Linked DNA regions of Rattus norvegicus: region 2 is linked to region 1. Evidence: chromatin contacts called from public HiChIP or PLAC-seq data. All regions are on one chromosome and are shown on one strand. Each heading gives the region's core, a stretch centred on a gene start, on an enhancer-like site or on the middle of the called end of the contact. The rest is flanking DNA. Distances are from core to core; before and after follow the strand shown. Region 1 holds the start of Cept1 (choline/ethanolamine phosphotransferase 1). Region 2 holds the start of Lrif1 (ligand dependent nuclear receptor interacting factor 1).

Evidence for each region. HiChIP or PLAC-seq counts read pairs in DNA pulled down with a chosen protein or histone mark.
Region 2: a contact with region 1 is called in an H3K27ac HiChIP or PLAC-seq map of oligodendrocytes, with 4 times the contacts expected there. The contact joins the promoter of Lrif1 here to the promoter of Cept1 in region 1. A contact is called at or near these places in 1 of 12 Hi-C or Micro-C datasets (frontal cortex) and 1 of 1 datasets of contacts at active chromatin or transcription factors (oligodendrocytes).

What each region holds. Positions count from the first base shown.
Region 1 is chr2:196,720,151-196,727,305 of GRCr8, forward strand. Cept1 (choline/ethanolamine phosphotransferase 1) reads right to left here and starts at 3,508. Exons shown (of 9, transcript NM_001007699.1): 1 at 3,347-3,508. It overlaps Dram2 (DNA damage regulated autophagy modulator 2), which reads left to right and starts at 3,902. Exons shown (of 10, transcript NM_001025018.1): 1 at 3,902-4,042; 2 at 6,135-6,196.
Region 2 is chr2:196,992,544-197,000,225 of GRCr8, forward strand. It overlaps Lrif1 (ligand dependent nuclear receptor interacting factor 1), which reads left to right and starts at 3,150. Exons shown (of 4, transcript NM_001127485.1): 1 at 3,150-3,369. The coding sequence starts at 3,308.

The DNA.
Region 1 (7,155 bases), core at 2,258-4,757:
ACTAGTAACAGCACTGTGAACATGAATTCAGGCACAAGCACCCTGACATACTGATGACTGCTTTACTTTCAACTCATGTCAGCAGCCAGAGAAGTTGCTGACACTGCTCCAGGTCATCTCCACCTTTCCTTCTGCAATCCCATAGGAGAGGAGCTAGTGACAAGGGAAAACAACAATAAACCATGGATATCTGAATTTTACCAAATTGAAAAGCTAATGCATGCCAAAGGAGCAGACAGCAGCAAACGGAAGCTTAGAAGAGGAAGAATAAAGAGTGTGAGAATGGAAATTTGGAAGATATTACAAATATTAACAAAAGTTATCTCAACTGGTTGAAATTTTGTGTGTGGAATCAGGCCTATGTTTAACAAGGTATGCACAAAATATCTTTCCTTACTACATAAGAAATTAAAATCAAACAAGATAAAAGTTAAAGATAACCCAGCAAAGTACAAGTTATTGCTGATAGCCTAGAAGCATACCAGTCAGGGTAGTGTTTATGAGAGGAGAGTTCTAAGTTCCAAATGTGCCTACTATACAAGACAGGCATGGCCAAGCTCCCACACCCAGCACGTACTAAATCCCAGGAGGCAAGCAGTAACACCACACAGCACGGCAGATACTATACAGAAAATAAAGTGCTGAGACAGAAAAGAGTTGGAAGAACACATTTTAAACAGGGATGGAACCAAAAAAGGAACTTTTCTACCCCTCTCGGAAGAAAAGAGGGAACTAGGTATTTTAAGAGCAATATGAAGAATAGTCCAAGAAGTGGAGAATGAGACAGTAAAGTGTGCCTTATTCAGGTACCTAAGAAATTACAAAGGCAGAACAAAAGTAAAACCAGATAGGGAAATGAAGTGTGAAGCATCACTGAATGCAGAGGTTCACAGGCTGTGGTTAAGCACTGGGATTTTACTTAGATTGAATGGAAATTTACCAATGAGCTTGTACAAAGCCTACAATCTTAGAGTACAGCCTGTTAACTGAGAACAGGCTTTCATAATTATGAAAGCAATTTTAAACTGAAAAAAAAAAAAACTGGCTGCCTGTGGAAATTCAGTTTACACTATTGACCAGTGTGGTAACCTTTCCACTTGTACTCGGTAAACACCCTCCCTCCTGCTACAACCTGACTCTAGTGCTCTACTTTTCTGTGGCCCTTATCTTACTTTGAAGGTTTTCTGTTTGTAGGACTTGATTTTGTCTTTACCCCTAACAGGGTTCTTTAAGTTCCAAGACCATGGGCCCATTCCTGTTAACATTCTTTCCCCCACAATAATCCCATACCATCAGTGACATGTAAAAGAGCACTTGGTTATTCTAGACCTAGAAAGAGATCCCATTTTACACTCTTAAAAAATGCAAACAGGTGTGTGAGTCCGGGTGAGTGGGTCTTGTCCTCAACTAAGTTATAGTATGTACCACCCAATAAACTTTTTGGAGGCATAAAGGGGCCATTATCTGACAAAAGCATTTTCCTATTAGGCATGGATATATATGTTTGACAAAGAAACAATAGTTAATGGATACATTTACTAAAATCCATCAATTTCTAAGTTTTCAAGTCTCCCATGAAGAACACAGGTTAACAGTGTCTGACCCACCTTATTTCTGTCACGGATGGTGGGTGGGGGTGGGTATGAGGGAGATGGGAGCATCTGACAAATATCACATTTAAAACAGAAACAGAAAACTCAACTGCTGAGCAGACCATAAACTTACACAATATCCAACTTGTGTGAAGTTCTAGAACTTCCCTTCTGCCCCACCCCCACGGCCCCCACCCATGTACAAGGGTGCCAGGTTTTTATCAGCACTGATTCAGCAGTATGTTCGCAAGCTTTTCGGTGGGCCCCAGTTGTACACAGCTTTCTGACCTCTGCCACTACTACAGTAGAGTACTGATGGCGGAGATTATTAGGGAAGAGACCATAGAGGAAAAGAGAAAGAAAAACAGGAGCAAGAAAAGAAAGGCAATTAATAGGATCACAGGATTAAGTTCAGCATTATTTAACAAATGATACCTAAAATATGTTCGTCGGGGGGCGGGGAGGTGGAGTTTTTTTCTGTACTCAGAAGCAGACTGCACTGAGTAACACAGCTTAGATCTGGTGTTTTCTGTGTGAAATTGTGGGTTCCTTAAAGGAGGAAATAACTTTGGAGGGGGGACCAAAAGCCTGGAGCCATATTCATTTTTATGTTCTTTTTAAAAACAGTGCTGCATGGCCCTCAAAATGAACACCACCAGCATTTCTAGGCAGTTTAAAGAGCAAAATATGGCCAGGTCGTGGTGCACACCTTTGACCGCAGCACTCAGGAGGTAGAGAGAGGCAGGTGGATCCCGGAGTTGACAGAGTTCTGGTCTACACAGCAAGTACCAGAACAGCTCAGGACACATAAAGAAACTCTGTTTAGAAAAAAAGAAAAAGAAAAAAACAACCCAACCAACCAACAACAAAAACCACAAACAAACAACAACAAAATCAAAACATGTAGCTTAGAAAAGAAAGTGCTATGCGGTAAAGTGTAATTGGTAATGTGACAGTCAGATTTACTTAATTCGTTTCTTACAAGGGTTGCGTTGTAATGGCGAGCTGTACTGGGACTTCAGTTACTCTCAGCATAGAATAAATATGTGGCAAACTGCTTTTAAAGCTTCAAATCTTATCCAATGCCAATAGTTTTAAATTGGTAATGTTCCAAATGTCTTATACAGTATCCTTGCGTTTGAGCCAGTCAATTCAGCACACACATATCTCAACACATCCCTGACAGTTCTGGAGTAGAAAGGAGATATTCTAACAACTTACAAATTATACTTGTTGAAAACTGACAAGGGATTTGAGTATTGCTGTAATAGAGGTTGCCTGGTGAGTTAAAGAGTTTTAGCAAAGCCATATATTCAACGGCAATGATACAACACCGCAAAAACTGGTATCAAAATGCCAAGCACCGAGCTGGAAAACTCAAACTCGGTAAAATGTAAAGCTTGAGGTTCAGCCAAGCATTCCTGGGAACACAGGCAAACCCCAGCGATCTCCTTCTAAGAACGCGGCTGAAATAAAACTCTAGCTGGCAATCTCTGAGCCTGTCAATATGGGCTGAAATTTCTAGAAAAGTTGCCCAACAAGAATCGTGGCCCAAGCCAGGAAACATCACTACCGCCTCCCAAAAGGACAGCAAAGACCGCACAGGATGCTGCATGGTTCGTGGACTTGGCAACACCGGGCCAGGAGGGTGTGGACCCGCCAGGCAAGGTCGGTTCCGCGAAGCCAGCGCCCCAGCCCTCGGCTCACCGGGGGTTAGCCTGGGGTGCTCCCTCCCACGACCACGTCTCGCATACCACGCAGGCGCCCCTCCACCTCCGACTCCAGAGCCTTCGGGACAGCCAGCGTTGCCCCTCGTCGTCCCCACAACACCGCGCGCGAGGCCAACCAGCGCCAGCAAGGACGGCGTTCCCCTTCAGCTAGTCAGTCCGCAGCTACCCAGTTATGTCCAGCCCAGAGCCTCCTGCCCTCGCTCCGCTCCTCCCGGGAGAAAAGCGCCCCGCCACGTCCGCGACATCCCCGCCCATTCCCTAGGCCGGGCCCCCGCAGCCTTACCCCGAACCCAACAAGCACAAGCCTAGAAATAGCAACTCCGACTCCAGGCGACTGAGTGACTGATAGGCGGCAGCACGTTCACGACACTTTCACGATTGCCGTAAAGAGGGGGACTCAGAAAAGGCTGCGGCGCGCCTCCGAGCTACTCGGGAGCGCGCCCCGGGGCTCCGCCCAGACTTCTACTGTGGGCCTCTTCTGCACTTTGAGGCTGGAGCTGGCCGGTCCCGGACCGGAAAGAAGGTGAGTGGGAGGGAGGAAATAGCTGGCCTGGTGCCCAGCGTGTTGTCTCGTTGGGTGCTGTATCGAAGGGTGGTTCACAAGCTTAGAGCGAAGGCGCAACGCGAGTCCCCTTAGTCCCACCGGCGCGCGAACCACGCGAACCGCGGCAGCCTCACCTGGCTTCGTGAGCTTCTTGATGCACAGGATCTGAGTCGCCGGTAAGCTCCGGGAACCCACCGATCACCGGAGTTGACAACTAGACTGACGTCTCCGCGTCTAACTTTTTCTCTCTTTGATACCTCTACCACCAGCTTGTCCCAAGCGGTGCTTCGTGCCAAGCTTGGTGTCTCTTATATTTAGCTGGTGCCAGGCACAGTGAAGCTCTTGTACTACAAGATTTAGGGAGTGTGTGCAGGAGGTTGCTTTTGTTGAATCAGCTAAGGAAACCTTTGCCCTAATACACTTGGTCATCCCTGTGCCCTTATTTCTACTTGTTGGGGGCTGGGGAAGTTCAGCACTGAGATCAGTGGTGACCTTGTGTTTACACAGAGCTCAGTCTACACCCCTTGATTGTGTTTAAGGGAGTGGTCCCTAGTTGAAAGGAAATCCTAACAGCAGCATTCCTTTGAAAAGCACTGAGACAGGAGTAAGTTCTCCAGCTTTCTCAGTTTTAATTTATAAAGAAGTACCCAAATGCAACAAATTTGTGCTGCGGTATTAAATTTTAATTTCTCGGCTGTGTAACTAGATGCTATGAGATTAGCCATTGGAAAACGTTACATTTGTCAGAGGCCATATCAGGATTTGGGAAAATAGTCATTGTTATGCTTTGTCTGTAGCCTGCCTGATGCTTCAGTGTGCCTCTGAGAAAAGCCTGGGGCCACCTGTTCGTTCACTTGGAACATCCAGAGTTTACATTTTTATTATGCTTTGGTTGTTATTACTCAGAAGAAACAACATTAAAAAGTTAATTTTATTACCTGTGCCCTTTAAATGCTTGTGAAAAGAAATGTAACTGGATTTCTGACTCATAGAACTTCAAAGTAAGCAGAGAAGATGGGTGAAAGATGAAAAACGATTTGTTAAACACTCTTAGTGTTGTGTAAAGTTTTCTTATATTTTTTTAAAAGTAATTTTAAAGCTTTCCCTTTTTGGTTCTGGAAATTGAATTTAAGGCCTCTTATTTGCTATGCAAACATTTTTTAAAAGGGTTCTTGAATGTTTTGACCCATAAAATGGTTAACCATTACACTTATAACCTGCTTGGTCAGAAATTGCTCTCATACTTTAGTCTTTGGAGAGGAAGGTGCTGGACAGTTGACAGTCTTCCATATCTTCCTGTCTGCTTAGTTTCTCAGTTGGCTCTGGAAGACTATTTTAAGCCCTGCCTTGCATCTAAGCAAGGTTAAACAGTAAGAATCTTCAAAGCCTAAATATATACAACTATATCATATCTCAAAAAAATTCATAAACAGCTGTATATGGGTAGTTATGACTGGAATTTAAGAATCGTTATAATATTTTATATTTATTACAAAGAGAATACTGTATCTCAGAAATTTGCCTGAAACCCAATAATTAGAAAGGGATAATTATGGAATTAAAAGAAAAGATTCAGGTGTTAGCAGCCAGAATACAGCAAATACATAGGCTAATGCCAGCAGCAAACCACTGAACTGAGAACGGGACCCCCGTTGAAGGAATCAGAGAAAGGACTGGAAGAGCTTGAAGGGGCTCAAGACCCCATATGAACAACAATGCCAACCAACCAGAGCTTCCAGGGACTAAGCCACTACCCAAAGACTATACATGGACTGACCCTAGGCTCCAACCTCATAGGTAGCAATGAATATCCTAGTAAGAGCACCAGTGGAAGGGGAAGCCCTTGGTCCTGCTAAGACTGAACCCCCAGTGAACGTGAATGTTGGGGGGAGGATGGGGAGGGGAACACCCATAGAGAAGGGGAGGTGGAGGGGTTAGGGGAATGTTGACCTGAAAACCGGGAAAGGGAATAACAATCGAAATGTAAATAAGAAATACTCAAGTTAATAAAGAAAAGAAAAAGTTCAGGTGTTAGAGAAATGTATCTGCTGTGCCAAACAATAAGAAAATTAACTTCCTACAATTAAAACTTTCTAAAAATTATAGCTGGTAGGTCACTATTATAAAAGATCTCAAGCATCAGGTCCTTAAAGGAAACATTTTGCTCACAATGCTGCATTCAGGCCACAGATAGTGGCTAATATTTGTGTGCTGCTTAAAATCTTGAGATTGAAATGATAATATATTTTCTTTGTGAATCGGTTTCAGGATTTAAAAGGGAACCGGTTTGGACAGTTCTGAAGATTGACATTTTGGGACTCAGAACACAGGTAGTTTTCTTTCGCGTTGTGAAAAGGAGCCCAGACTTACTGACCACTTATGAAAGAACTTCACATCTACTATCTCATTTAGTATTTCAATAAACCTCACTGAAACAACTATTCTTTTAGATGGTTTAACAAATGAAGCTGGCGTTTTGAGATAGTTCAGCATGTACGATATTTACTGGCAACTCTGGTGACCTGAGTTCAATCCTTGGGACACACATAGTGGAAACTGATTCCTGGGTTTACACCCCCAACCTCCACTTGATCTCCCCACCCACTATACATATAAAACATATAAATAAATGTAATCTAAAAATACTGGACAATATTAAAGGCTACTATTGATTATATATCACCAGTGTATTAGGGTCTTTCCTCGATGTCTCTGTAACTTCTATAATAACTGTCTAGCAGGTCTGCTGGAACTTTTCTATGATAGGAAAATGACTGTACTTTGTCTAGTTGCTAGCCCCTAGACATCTGGCTTTTATTTACATAGGCTCTGGGTTGCACTGAACTATCCTTCCAGCCCTCTGCTATGTTTTGGATATTAAGGATTTAAAAGTAATTAACAGTAAAATGGGGAGGAGGCTCTCCTACTAGTAGTGGGATGAGCAAAATATTCCAAGCATACATTTTACCCAAATACCTAAATGCTGAATAGGTCATATTAGCTTTTTAAATGCCAAACACATTTTTCTGTGAAAGAAAGGGGAGTTCTTCAGCCAGGCATGGTGGCCCATGCCATAATCCAAGAACTTGGAGGTAAGACAGGATGATTTTAAGTTTTAGATACCTTAGACAGTAGTGTATTCTAAGCCAGCCTAGATGGTAAAAACATATCTCAACCTTCCATATCCTCCCAAAACAAAGAGAGGGAAATCCTCAAGGCTGGAAAGTCAGACAAGGAACTAAAGCAAGAGGAGTAACCTAGCTGTTCTTTGGAAGCATTTGGCTTATAA
Region 2 (7,682 bases), core at 1,900-4,399, 270 kb after region 1:
GAGTGTTTTACCTCCTGAGTCTCTGGTACTGGTACTCTCTAGAGGGTCCTCCACCTCCCACTCCCTGAGTCTGCTTATTTCCATTTATTCTCTTGGCTCTCTGGGCTTCTCTCCTGTCCTCTCACCCCTTATCTGATCCTGTTCGCCTTTCTCCCTCCTATCTCCCACCCATATCCTTCCCCTTCTAAGTGGGGTTGAAGCCTCCTCACTTAGGCATTTCTGCTTGTTACATTTTGGTCTGTAAGTTGTATCCTAGGTATTTTGTATTTTTAGCTACTCTCCCCTTATCACTGAGTACATACCTAATATATGTCATTTATGGCCTGAGTTACCTCACTCAGGATAATATTTTCTACTTATATCCATTTGCCTGAAAAATTCATGGTGTCCTTGATTTTAATAGCTGAATAGTATTCCATTGTGTAAACCACATTTTTTGTATCCATTCTTCAGTTGGCAGGCATCTGGATTGTTTCTGGCTTCTGGCTGTTTTTGAACATATTTCATTTGAAGATGATTTTTTAAAACACTCAGTTGATCTCAACAATGCACATTAAAACCCAGATGCATACAAATCTGATAAGAATTACTGAATATTTATCTGTGAATTAGGAGTGAGATATATAGAATTTTTAGACAACCTAAATTTAGAAGCTAGCCTCACCAATCACCAACTCTGTGACTTCTAGAGAGTAATTTGCCCTTTATATGGCTAGTTTTTTGAATTTCTGTATAATGATTTTGCTAGTTTTTTACAGCAAATGAGAGTGTCTGTTTATAAAGCACATATCAGCACCTACAATATGTTATTATGTCTGCATTTTGTAGAGTAATAATAGGTAAGAAGTACTAATTAAAATCATAGGCAAGGATATAATCAGCTGGAGAGAAACAGTTTGAGAAAATAAGAGGAACAAGGAATGAGAACTCATTTGTTTAATCAACAGAAATGGACCCTTATAGCATACCAAGTAGATCAAAAATGAGGAAGAAATACACAGTAAAGTATATTGCTGTTTCTTCAAGAGTGAGAGAATAGTGGTGTTGCTGACTAAAGACTTTAAGTGTGAGCTAAACTGCATTAATTGTAATAGACAACTGCATCAGTTGTTTAATGAGCATGTAGGATGCTGTGATCCAATGCCCAGAATTTTCTTCTGATGTGGCCATGGTCTTATTATTATAGCACTTGGACTCTTGCCAGTAGACATGCCTCAGATATCAACCTCTTTCCATAATTGCCTTGACTACAGAATTCTTTCTTCAACATGGGGATGAAATTTTTCTTTTGGTCACAGCATGGATGCAGTGGCTGATTATCATTAAGCATGAACCATCATGTTTTCTTTCCTTACAGGAAAAACTTTGAAGGCTATTGCAGAATTGGACTGAGGCAGAGAAAATTTTTGTTGAAATGTAGTATCTCAGGCTAACTTCTCTATCTACCAAATATTCTCCCTGCCCTTTCCCAACATCTGAGTACCACGACCTTTGACAATTAGTCTTGAAGCCTTAGTCCTGATGATTAAGAAAAGCCAGACTGGAAAATATAATCAATGAATGGCAATTGATAAGATAGCAAACCAACTGCCCCCCAAAACACACACACACACACACACACACACACACACAATTTACACACACACACACACACACACACACACACACACACACACACTTAAACAGGGTCTCATTGTATAACCCTGGCTAACCTAGAACTCACTATGGAGACTAGGCTGGCCTCTTATTCAGAGACCCACCTATCTCTTCCTGAGTTCTGAAATAAAAGGCACCCATCACAACATGTGGCAAAAGGCATTTGTTTTTCTCTAGTTTAGTTTTGTTTAGTTTTTTTTTTTCCTAGTAACTTTGGTTTCATAGACAAAAGATGCCAGGAAGCTTGAAAGCATTAAGGTCTGCCTATCTTCCCTGATGCCTTTAGTATGGGAGGGTCGGGGTGAAAGGGTACTTTATTGAAAAATAAATTCAGAAATAGGAACATGTCACTTTCTCTTAACATATCAAGACCCGAAGTTCTTAAAAAATCTTTTCTGTTCAGCAGTTAGGGGAATGAGGAAACCTTTTCTAATTCCTTTATTGTGAGACAAGTTTCATGTAGTACTACTTGTTGTGTAACCAAAGGTGACCTTAAAGTTCCCATCCTCCTGCTTGTATTTTCCAAGTGCTAAGATTACATTTGTGTGTCACTAAGACTGGTAAGTAATTCCATTTTTAAATAACCATGTAAACCTTCAAATTGTCTACCTTATCAGTGGCCTGGATTTAAACAGTGGAGCATACAAGAATATTTCATAATATTCCACACCTAATTAAACTACAATTCCTTCTACCCATTAAACAGTATGATCCCAATTCTCAAATAGTCACTTTGGAATAACTGCAGGAATCTAGAGAATTCAGAGCTGGTCTCTGGAAATTTAAAAAAGAGTTTCAAAACGTTTATACAGGGGATTTAATGCTCAGAGACTCAAGAAATTGAATACATGACAATAAGATACAATTTAACTGAGGTATGAGTGTGGGAATGGAGAAAATGGTTAATCGTTAAGGTAGAGGCAAAACTAAAGGAACTAAAAAGCAAAAGACTAAGAGTTCTAGCCAGGAAATGGATATAAAGGTTCTCAACAATTTATGGCAACTACTAAATGCCTGCCCATGTCTACTGAATCAAACTGCTAAGGAAGACATTATTACATTGGCTTGCAAAAGCATTTCTACAAGTGCAGACAATTAAAGCCTGACACCGGAAATATTTCATTTCGTGTAGGCAGTGAAAGAAGTTTCTCTTTTGATTCCTCCTTTGATCCGGAAGAAGACACATCAACCTTCGTTGTCAATTGGACTACGTCATAAGGGCGGGGCCACAGCGATCCATTCGCCTCGGTCCCGGTTTGTGACGCAGTACCTAAGTGCATAGGCTTGCTGGCTCTAGGGGCTCATTTTAGTGGGCGCGGTCTCTGACCAGGCCCTGTTCAGGGCGGGTCCATCGATGCCACGCCCCCACGTCCGCTCTGACTGGCTGTGATCGGTCACGTAGCCAGAGACTTGGCCGGAAAACAGTGAGCTTTCCTGAGGTGGGAGGGTATGGTCGCGGTCTTGCGTCTTCCGGCTTCTACAGCCACTTCCCACGGAAGCCGGGGGAGCCACCCTCTTGTCTATCTTCGGCCATACACTTGTGTTCGCTCCCGTCAGTGCCTGCGGCTCCACACTCGCGCTCTGATTCGCGCCTACTTGGGGACCCTGTCCCCACGCTACTCACTACCCTGTCCCCTCCCACCCATCTAAAATGTCTAATAGACTCCAGACCGTCTTTCTGAAAACCGCAGAAGAAAAGTCAGGCTCGCACTGGTAAGTACCAGTTCCCAGCCCTTCACGCGCCCGCCCACGCCCTGTGACTTAGGTTGTCAAGGCCGAGTCAGCTGTTGTCCAGCCGCGCAGCAGGACCTTGCGGCCGGGCCGTCGGATCTCAGCAGCCTCACAGCACAAATCCCACCCAACCCCGCGCGCTCCAAAGCCCCTGGCTCTCTGCCCTCCCCAAATGTAAAACAATCCTCGGTTACGACGCAGTTCGCTTCTTCTGGATTCAGGCGTGCCCGACGCCTTCCGCTCGAATTTCATAGGTGGACCAAGTAGACACCCACGGAAAAAACCAACATGGCGATGCTCCAAGATCTCAAACACGCCCATAAAACCTATGGTGGATTGTAATGCAGGTGCAGTCCCGGGGCGCTGGCCCTTCACCTGAAAATAGTCGCATTTTAATGTACTTGGAAAATGTGTTCTAGAACAAGGGACTTTAGTATTTGAAATTTTCAAATAAGGCAGAGAAAAGTAAAAACTTGAAATGTGAAGTCAGTTTTTCTAGGTAGCCCATTTGAAATGTGTCTAAAGGGAGTGCTTCTCCTTGGTTGTCTCTACGAAGAAACAGTTGAAACACTGTATGGCTCTGGCTGGGTAGGAAACTCATATATAGCCAAGGCTGTCCACAATCCAGCCTCAGTTTACCTAGTATTAGGCTTATGAAGGGCTGTGACAGTCTTCTTTGGTTAGAAAATGTTTCACCAGTAACATTTTTCTTTTAATTTTGTGTTAATCCAGATGAAATAAAAGCAAGAACCACAAAATATTCATTAAGGAACAATGTTTTAATTTATGCTTCCCAAAGTTAATGAGTATATTTGTTCAGAAGCAAAGATATGAAAACTAAGCAAAACTAATGAAAGGGAATTATGGTTGAAACAAGAAAATCTACCTGGTGTTTATTGCAACTTTGTTACTATACATGAGACTAATGCTTCATTTTTTGATAAAAAATAACGGTTCCTGGGACTATTTTAATAACAACCAGGAAAAGAAATAGTTTAAGAAAGGATTATTTAAATATTTGCTCCAAGTTTAAGAACGCGAATTTGTGTACTGATTTTAGCCCAGGTAAGTTTATTTTAGTTACAAATATATACAAACCATAATTGCAGTGAAAAAAAATGATTTTTTTTAAAAATACATTTTCCCTTAAAACCCTAGTCTAACAAAAACAAATGATCACCTGCATCAGCCTTCCAAGTAGCTGGATGTACAGGAAGTTGCTGCTGTGCGAGTACCAAAAAGAAAAAAAAAAAAAAAAAAAAAGAAAGAAAAGCAAACATCATTAACGGTAAATAGGGAGACAGCTCTTTGGTAGTATGTATTTTGTGAAGATTTAAAGATAGATTGAATCCTATCCAGAGAAGCGGAAGTAGAAGAAATGCTTTGTAGTAAATAATTTTGTATATTTATGATATATTATAGATGACATAACTTACAGATCGTATTCTATTCCAACCCTAGAAGTAACTAATGTATCACTTTAAGTGATACATTGAGGTTTTTTATTGTGCCCTTGGGTTCTCTTTTAAACACTTTCTAACAATTTTGACTAATTTAGAACTTTGAAAAATATTTTAAATTGAGCTATGTTTTGGGTACTTTCATAAGTAATTTGAACGTTATTGATTCATTAGTTTATGTTTGGTGACTTGTTATACTTTCATGCTTTTATTTTTTAAATTTTCTGGTATTATCATAACAAATTTGGAGCATTTAACACAAGATAGTTTCCTAGGATATTTGACACTTTGATTACTGCTTACATGTTTGATTATTCTTTGTTTTAATAACACCATGCCTACTGTTGAAATGTAATTATGTAAATAATTTATTTAATATCACTGTTTTGTTTTATTGGAAGTTTTTTTGTTTTCTATTTTAATCACTCATTTATTTTCTTTCTAAAAATGATAGGACTTCTTTTCTGTAAATATTTCAGCTTTCCTTGAATTCTTTTCTTTTTTTCAATTTTTTCTCCCCTCCCCCCCTCCTTGAATTCTTTTAAAGAAAAATCAGTATTGTGATAAAGAACGTTTATTATTTAATTTATATGGTTTAATCAGGCATAAAAATAGGAAACTCCGTTTTATAAGAGCAGTGCAAATATCTGTATATTTGTAGTGTTGTTCATTTAATGTATTAAGATTTGCATTGAATTCTTATTTATTCAGTGTGTACCACAGGCAGCATAATAGCTATATTAAGGTTGCTTCAGTCCACTAACCATTTCATCTATTGGAGATTGATTGCTCAGAAAATTTTTGAATAGAATTGACAAGATTATGTGTATAGTTTGAATAACTAATGACAGTGCTGATTTAGAATGAGGATTGTATTTCAGATAACTTGAGAAGTCTGAGGGGCTGTACAAGATAGCAGAGAATAGGGATTAGATTTAATAGCAATGGGATGAAAACTATGCATGCCTGATTGGGAAATTACCATTTGTTGGGAAGATGTTATGCCAGTTTTCTTGTCAATATTTGTGAATTAAATGAGACAAACCCAAATGTCCAGTTAAAATTATTGCTCTCAGCATGTGGCTTCGTTCGGGTGGGAAGAAAATGTTTCACTGCTAGTTGAAGTCTTTGGTTGTGAAATTTTATCTTTACAACTTCAGAGTAGATTAGGAGAGACATTGACACCATATAAGTTAACTGGACTCTGTCACTTATCTACTGCTTATGAAAGTGAATTGTTGAACTTTGCTTTGTGTATAAAGTATGAGTAAGACTCCTTAAGCAAAGCATGTAAATTCTGTATAAGTCATTAAAACTATCTTAAACCCTTGTATTTTTTTTCAGCTAAAATGTTAATGACAGTGGAGGTCTATCTTGTTTGGCTTATAGAATTAGAATTAATAGTGATATTATTATATAAATAATATATAGAATTTATTATATGTATTATAACATATAACTTCTTATGTATTTTTATAAACAGTAAGAAGGCAAAGTCTGGTCTCCTAGAAGATGAAAATACATTCTTTTCAAACCTATAAAATTTCATTAGCCTCCAACATGTTCATTATTTCATTTCTAATACATGAGTGATGAATATCCATATAGAATAGTAAAAAACAAAACAAGGAACCTCAGAAATTATCTAATTTTGTTAGCACATTTAGCAGGACTTTTAATTTTGAGATGGGCTGTGACTGCATTGATCAGGCTCCACTAGTGATCTCCCACTCCTACTTGAGTTTCTCAGTACTTGGAAGTATACATATATGCCACTGTGGTTAAGTAGGTTTTCCAAAATTTGTTAGCCAGTATGTGTAAGATCCAGAATTAAAAGCCTGAGATCTTTATAATGTATTTCCTCTTTCTCTTTTTAAGACTTAAAATTTAGTTTTTACATTTTCATTTTCAGTTCAAATAGTTTAGTATGATTAGTGTAATAATTATTCTAAGTGGCCAAACTGGCTAATAATTCTAAGTGACTTATTCTTAGAGTACAGAATGTTATATCTAAGAAAATAGAATATCTTGAGGAAAGTGGAGTCATTTAGTGATTTTTGGTTAAATTGTTAAGTGGAAGATTCCTCCTAAATCTGGAAAATATATATATTGATTGAAAGAGTATATATGAATTTTATTCTGACTTGTCACATTTCTCTTTAGAAGTTCACATTTCAGTTATAAGAACTCATTTAATTTTGTAGTAAATCAAATCCTATTTTAATAGCTTGTAGGAATCAATTCAACAAACATATTAATTTGCTCTAATAGACACAGAGGAGATATGAATAGAATAAGCTAGGCTTAAAGAATTTATATGAATCTCTAATAATATGTAGGCTTAGAAAAGTCACATTTGTTTTTCTATCTTTGGTGGGGACATAGAGATATAGATAGATAGATAGATAGATAGATAGATAGATAGATAGATAGATAGATAGATAGATAGATAGATGGATAGATACATACATACATACATACATACATACATACATACATAGAGATATAGGTAGATAGATACATAGATAGATAGAAATTAATTAATTATAGGGTATATAGTATATTTTTGTCAAGCAAAAATAGGGAAACCTTTTAACTTATATCATATGAAGTAGTAAAAGTCTGTTATTTATTCAGTTATATCTTAAAATATTGCTCTTACACAGATAATTATAAAAAACAGGTTATTGTGTTGAATCTTCTAGTTAGGGAGATTTTTCTAATAAACAAAATATTTTTATTAAAGATGACTAAACAAAAGTATTGAACCGAGTTTCTTAGATTGGCAATTAGAATGATCTGCATTGTTTTTTATGTAATATTTTTGAGAGTATA